Linked DNA regions of Mus musculus: region 1 is linked to region 2. Evidence: chromatin contacts called from public promoter capture Hi-C data. All regions are on one chromosome and are shown on one strand. Each heading gives the region's core, a stretch centred on a gene start, on an enhancer-like site or on the middle of the called end of the contact. The rest is flanking DNA. Distances are from core to core; before and after follow the strand shown. Region 1 holds the start of Mettl27 (methyltransferase like 27). Region 2 holds the start of Rcc1l (reculator of chromosome condensation 1 like).

Region 1 (3,225 bases), core at 243-2,742, 760 kb after region 2:
ATGTAGAGGCAGGAGGATGAGAGGTTGAGGGACATCCTCGGCTACATAGAAAGTTGAAAACCGACTTGAGCTATGTGGAAATGCCGTTTTGTTTCATTCCACTTAGATCCTAAGGAGAAATGAAGATTAAATTCCCAGGTTCTAGGGGAGCCAAGGACTTCCCAGATGGCTAGCCAACTTCCTCCTCCTTCTTCTTCCTCTTCTTCTTCCTCTTCTTCTTCTTCTTATTATTATTGGGTTTTTTTTTTTGAGACAGGGTTTCTCTGAGTTCCAGGCTGTCCTGGAACTCACTTTGTAGACCAGGCTGGCCTCGAACTCAGAAATCTGCCTGCCTCTGTCTCCCAAGTGCTGGGATTAAAGGCGTGCGCCACCACCGCCCGGCTTTTTTTTTTTTTGTTCCCCAAAACATAATGATTGTTTCTAATTATGAACGAATAAATGATTCTGAGTTGTGACTGCATATAGGGGCAGATATTTGTGGCTTTCGAGCTTAAAACCTCTGTACCATTCCGGCTCTGAGGGGAAGTCCAACTTCCAGGTCTGTTCTTCGGTCCTGATCGATCAGCAGCGGTCTGAGCACAATAAAGTTTTACCAGCTGTTTAACTACTAAGATGAACATTGGAAGACGCAGTCTGCTCCCAAGTCGGTGCTGTTGTCCCTGTCTGGTCAGTTTCTGCGCCTGACTCAAACAAAGTTCTTGCTTTGCGTGGACTCTTGTGTCTGCATGGGTTGTTTTGGATTTTCAGACCCTAAGAAACCATACAAATACTAAAAAACGGGGATCAGTGAGATGGCTGAGCAGATCAAAGCACTTGCTGCCAAGCTTGAGAATCTGAGTCCCATGCCTGGAAGTCCCATGGTAGGAGGAGGAATCAAAAAATGGCTCTCTGGCTGCTACACACCATCTGCCCCCCCCCCCAAATAAATTGGTTTTTTTGTTGTTTTCGGGTTTGTTTGTTTTTTAAATACTGTACCCAGGAGCAATGGCACAACGCTTAAATCCCAGTTCCTGGGAGGCAGAGGTCCACCTGGTCTATATAAGGAGTTCCAAGTCACCCTGGGCTCCATAGCAAGACCTTAGAAAGAAAGAAAGAAAGAAAGAAAGAAAGAAAGAAAGAAAGAAAGAAAGAAAGAGAGGAAGGAAGAAGAAAGAAAGAAAGAAAGAAAGAAAGAAAGAAAGAAAGAAAGAAAGAAAGAAAGAGGGAGGGAGGGAGGGAGGGAGGGAGGGAGGGAGGGAGGAAGGAAGGAAGGAAGGAAAAAAGAGAGGGAGGAAGGGAGCGAGGGAGGAAGCGAGGCAGGGAGAGAAACTTTTTTATTTGTGAAAAAACAAAAACAAATCCTCACGTGAGTTTGAGATCTTCTCACGCAATACGCTCATTGGCTCAGGGAGGGTAGTCTGTCATTTCTTTCTCGGATTGGCTGTTTTATCTCACGGAAACCCAATCGTCGCGGTGCTGGAGGCGGGGCCAGGCTCTCAGACACGCCCCTCCACTTCCCTCGGGTCTGCCTGGAGAAGGGGGTTCCGCGCGGTGAGTTCTGAGCCTGTACCTTCTTGGAGACCCTTGTGGTGAGGAAGAACCCCACCCGCGCCCCCGATCCACCTCCGGGAATGATGGGCTGAGGCGTAGTCCTCCCTCCCTGCGCGGGAGTGCCCCCGCTCTATGAGCCCCTCCCCATACAAACAGCGCCTCGGCGTACAGGTCAGCTCCTGCCATCTCCCACTCAAGGTCTTGTTTGTAGCTTGGGACCGCGTTGGAGCACTGATAACCTCCTCCGCCGGGTGAGGGAGGACGGAAGACTGTGGAGGACCTCATCACTGGGTGGACTCTGCCCCCGCAGGAGAATGACTCAGGAGGAGGCTGGGCGGCTGCCCCAAGTACTGGCCCGGGTCGGAACCTCCCACGGTATCACCGACCTGGCCTGCAAGCTCCGCTTCTATGACGACTGGGCTCCGGAGTATGACCAGGTGAAAGCACGTGGGTCCTCGACTTTTGTGGCTCAGATTCTGTTTTTATAAGCAAAGCTAAAATAGTACCCATGCATCTCAGGGAAACTTGGAGCTGAAAAGAGACCTGGGAGATGTGCTCCTTAGAGACCTGCACCCACCCCACCCCCACCCACCCCGGCTGACCTGTAAGCAACCCCTAATTAATCCTGCAACAAACACGAGGAGAGAGCCTGCAGGAGGCGCTATTGAGACATCATTCGGTATAGACAGACCAGCTAAGAGCTGCCACAGCCAGTAGCCAGCCAGCTTGATCCCCACTAGTGTGGGGTCCCTTGACAGTAAGACACCTCAAAGCCGGGAGTGGTGGCGCATGCCTTTAATCCTAGCACTCGGAAGGCAGAGGCAGGCGGATTTCTGAGTTCGAGGCCAGCCTGGTATACAAAGTGAGTTCCAGGACAGCCAGGGCTATACAGAGAAACCCTGTCTCGAAAAAAAAGTAAGACACCTCAAGCTCGGGTCTTCTGTTACTGGGGTCCTAGGAGGATCTGAACTCTAAAACACACAAGCTCAAACTGGCAGAACTTGGGCACCCCACAAGGTGAGTCGTCTAAACACTATGTTGGGCTAAGTGCTATCTCCTCAGGATGTGGCTGCTTTGAAGTACCGAGCCCCACGCCTTGCTGTGGATTGTCTCAGTCGAGCCTTTCGGGGCTCACCCCATGATGCCCTGATCCTCGATGTGGCCTGTGGCACTGGCCTGGTAGCTGTGGAGGTAAGATCTGATACACCACCCTGCCTTCCCTTCAGCACCCAGGACCTCCTACATGCTACTGCTCAATTAGTCCTGAGACCCTGCCTAGTAAATTCTAGGCAGGAGCTCTACCACAGAGCCATGTTCCCAGCCCCTCCCTGGGGGATTCTAGGCAGGGGCTCTACCACAGAGCCACGCCCCCAGCCCCTCCCTGGGGGATTCTAGACAGGTGCTCTACATCTGAGCCACGCCCCCAGCCCCTCCCTGGGGGATTCTAGGCAGGAGCTCTACCACAGAGCCACACCCCCAGGCCCTCACTGAGGGATTCTAGGCAGGAGCTCTACCACTGAGCCACGCCCCCAGCCTCTTGCTGGGGGGATTATTGGTAAATCCTCTACCACTGAGCCACACCCTGAGCCCTTTAGTTTGCTTTTTATTTAGAGATGACACGGTCTCAAGGCTGGCCTTGAACTCACTCTATAACGCAGGCAAGCTTTGACCTGGGGATTCTTCCACCTCAGCCTC
Region 2 (3,139 bases), core at 25-2,524:
AACGGTTGCACACGGCTATAATAACAGCATTTCGAGGGTAAAGACAGGGTCTCACTGTGTAGCCCAAGCTAGAGTACAACTTGTGGCAATCCTCTTGTCTCAACCGTCCAGTCCAAGTCCTGGGACTACAGATGTGAGCCACCACGGCTGCCGGGCTGAGCCCTTTTGAAAAGTGAGCCTCTTCCCCGCCCCCCCTTTTTGACAGGGTTTCTCTGTGTACCCCTGGCTGTCCTGGAACTCTGTAGACCAGGCTGGCCTCGAACTCAGAAATTAGCCTGCCTCCGCCTCCAAGTGCTGGGATTAAAGGCGTGAGCCACCTTAGAAGCTCCATGGGCAACCTCCTATTTCCCCTCTAACCGCTCAGATGAGCATCTCCTTTTCCGGCTGCCCATCACTGACTCTAGCCGACACACCTCCGACCTGTGGAATGTCCCGTCCCTCAAGGGAGCTGTCTAGTCTAAGTTACAAATACCACCATTTACACCCAGCTGTGGGGCCCTGGACCTTACTTGACCTCTCTGCTACTCCCTTTCATCCTCTGTAACTGGGAGGTGACAGCTCCGGCCTTTTGGGGGGGGGGGGGGCCTGAGCGAATGATCTAAGGGCAGAATCCTTGGTGCGATTGTCAAGCTACGCCAATGGGCAAGAAAGTAAGGGAAGACACCAAACTCTCTCGAGCCACAAGCAAACTGCTAAAAATGCTGAACGAGACCCCAAGATCCACAGACGTGATAAACAGGCTCAGCAGTGAAGGACGGAGCACTGGGAGAAACAGACTTCTCGGCAGCCACCCCTCATGCCTCCCTCTGCAGATCCCGGGATCTCGGAGGTCATTGCTCCCGGAAATCCGGCCACGCGGGGAAGAAAGTTCCCTAAGAGATGCCAGCGAGGATGCCACTGCCCCCACCTTATGATCCAGCTCCAGGCGGTAGGGGACCGGCTGGATCCTGCGTCGGGGCCGCAGGCCGGCGCGCGGTCCAGGCCCCGAGGACGGCACCACGAAGCTGGGCACCCCGAGCGCCCCGGAGAAGCTGAAGCCCCAGACGAAGACGCGATCGGCGCGAGCCGCGCGCTCGCCCACGTACTGAAACACCGGAACGTCCGCCTCGGCCTCGGCCGCTTCTCGCCGGCTCCGCGAACGGCCGGCCGGTGTCCAGTGCTCGCGAGCCGGTGTCGGCCACCTCGGCCGCGGCCCCCGCAGAGCCCGGGCCGCCGCCAACATCCTCCGCGTCACGCCTCAACCGCTTATGGGCGCCGCCATCTTGTGTCACCCTTGACCTCTAGCCTGGCGGAAGTAGATACGGCCATGCTTACTACTGGCTGAAGGCGACGCGCTAAGGGAAAGACAACCATGTTTACTATTGGCAGATGATTACTACTCCAGGAAAGCAAAGACTTGAGAAGGCTATGGCTTCACCGTCTATCCATGAGTAGGGGACTTAAATGAGTGTCAAGCTATTATTTGAAGATGTCTGTGAAGTGTTCTATGATTCTTACTGCCCCTTTTTAAATTCTGTGTGTGTGTGTGTGTGTGTGTGTGTGTGTGTGTGTGTGTTAGTTTTGGTGTGGAGTTACTTAGGTGGAGCTGGGAATTGAACCCAGGTCCTCACACATCCTTAGGGTATAGGTTAACACAGACTACTCTCCCAATTCCAAGAAGTGTTTTGTATAAATACTGAAAGGAGACAGAGGGAACATCCTAGATGCTTATCTCATGGAAGCAAAACTGGGGAAGGTAGCTGGGCACAGTGGTTCACACCTGTAACCCCAACTTTAGGCTGAGGCAGGAATATTGCTGCAAATTGCAAACCACCCTAGAAGAAAGAAAACCTATTAATATATATGGTTTGTTTGTTTGTTTGTTTGTGACAGAATCTCATTATTTAGCCCTAACTGGCCTGGAACTTGCTTTGTTCCTGTAGACCAGGATAACTCAAACCTGCCCCTGCCTCCTGAATGGTGTGTGCCACCATACCCAGCACTGATTGGTTGATTTAGTTTATTTTAGGCGGTTTTATTTCATGCATATGGGTACTTTACCTGCATGTATATCTGTGTACCCTGCGTGTATAGTGTCTGTGGAGGCCTCAGAAGAGGGTGTTAGATTCTCTAGAACTGCAGTTACAGTTGATACCCCACTCCCACACACCCCCATGTGAATGCTAGAATTAGAACTCTGGTCCTCTGGAAGAGTAAACAGTATTTTGTTTTGTTTGTCATTGTTGTTGCACAGTGTTCTTAACTCTTGAGCCCTCTCTCCAGCCCTCTAATTGAATATTTTTCTAAGACAGGGTCTCACTCTGTAACCCAGGCTAGCCTCTACCTCACTACAGTTCTCCTACCCCAGCCTCCCAAGTGATGGGATTACAGACCCATGCCAGTGTGCCAGGTTCAACCCTGATTAAACTACACCTGGCTTCCAGGGGCCCTTCTTACTTCCTTTAGATCTCAATTCCAGCATGAAGGCTACACAGAGAAATTCAGTCCCTGAAATAAAGACTACAGTCCATGGCAGGGCTTCCTAAAAGTTATCCCCTAATACAGAGTGGATCCTTCCCCCCGAACTCCCTTTGCTCATCCTTAGTGTGTATTTCTTGATAAACAGGAACGTACTAATTAGTTTTCCTTCAGATGGGTCTCATGTAGCCCAGGCTGAGCTTGAATTCATTATGTACCCAAGGATGGCCTTGAACTCTTGACCTTTTTGCCTATCTCCAGTGTTCACCACTATGCCAAGTTTACACAGTCCTGGGATGGAACCCAGAGCATCCTGCATGCTAGAAACACACTGTCAACTGAGGTCCATCTGAAGCCCCATACTTCATCCAATGTGTACTTAATCCCAAGACAAGCTCAAGGATATGTTACACACCTAGTCTGTGAAGTGTGGCATCGCTGCGTTCTTACCGCTTTGCCAGGATGTAGCACTGTTTCATAAAGCAAAATCCTCCAATGAGATAAGGGGATACATGGGGGACAAACAGGATGGCTTTAGGGCATAGGTGTGTGCCGCCAAGCCCAAATCCCAGGCAGGACCACCACGTGGGGGCCGAAGGAGAGAACAGACACCTGCAAGTTGTCCTCTGACCTCCGGGCCGATTCAGCATCATGGGCATCTCCCCACACATTCACACAAAAT

Evidence for each region. Promoter capture Hi-C pulls out the DNA fragments that hold promoters and counts their contacts.
Region 1: a promoter capture Hi-C map of pre-B cells shows a contact between it and region 2, with 2.0 times the contacts expected there. The contact joins the promoter of Mettl27 here to the promoter of Rcc1l in region 2. A contact is called at or near these places in 1 of 39 promoter capture datasets (pre-B cells) and 1 of 484 Hi-C or Micro-C datasets (CD8 T cells).

What each region holds. Positions count from the first base shown.
Region 1 is chr5:134,930,881-134,934,105 of GRCm38.p6, forward strand. Mettl27 (methyltransferase like 27) reads left to right here and starts at 1,493. Exons shown (of 6, transcript NM_024479.2): 1 at 1,493-1,530; 2 at 1,742-1,967; 3 at 2,593-2,721. The coding sequence starts at 1,845. 9030607J07Rik (a long non-coding RNA gene) reads right to left here and starts at 1,791. Exons shown (of 3, transcript XR_868588.3): 1 at 1,700-1,791; 2 at 1,346-1,508; 3 at 1-750.
Region 2 is chr5:134,175,493-134,178,631 of GRCm38.p6, forward strand. Rcc1l (reculator of chromosome condensation 1 like) reads right to left here and starts at 1,275. Exons shown (of 11, transcript NM_033572.2): 1 at 908-1,275. The coding sequence starts at 1,222.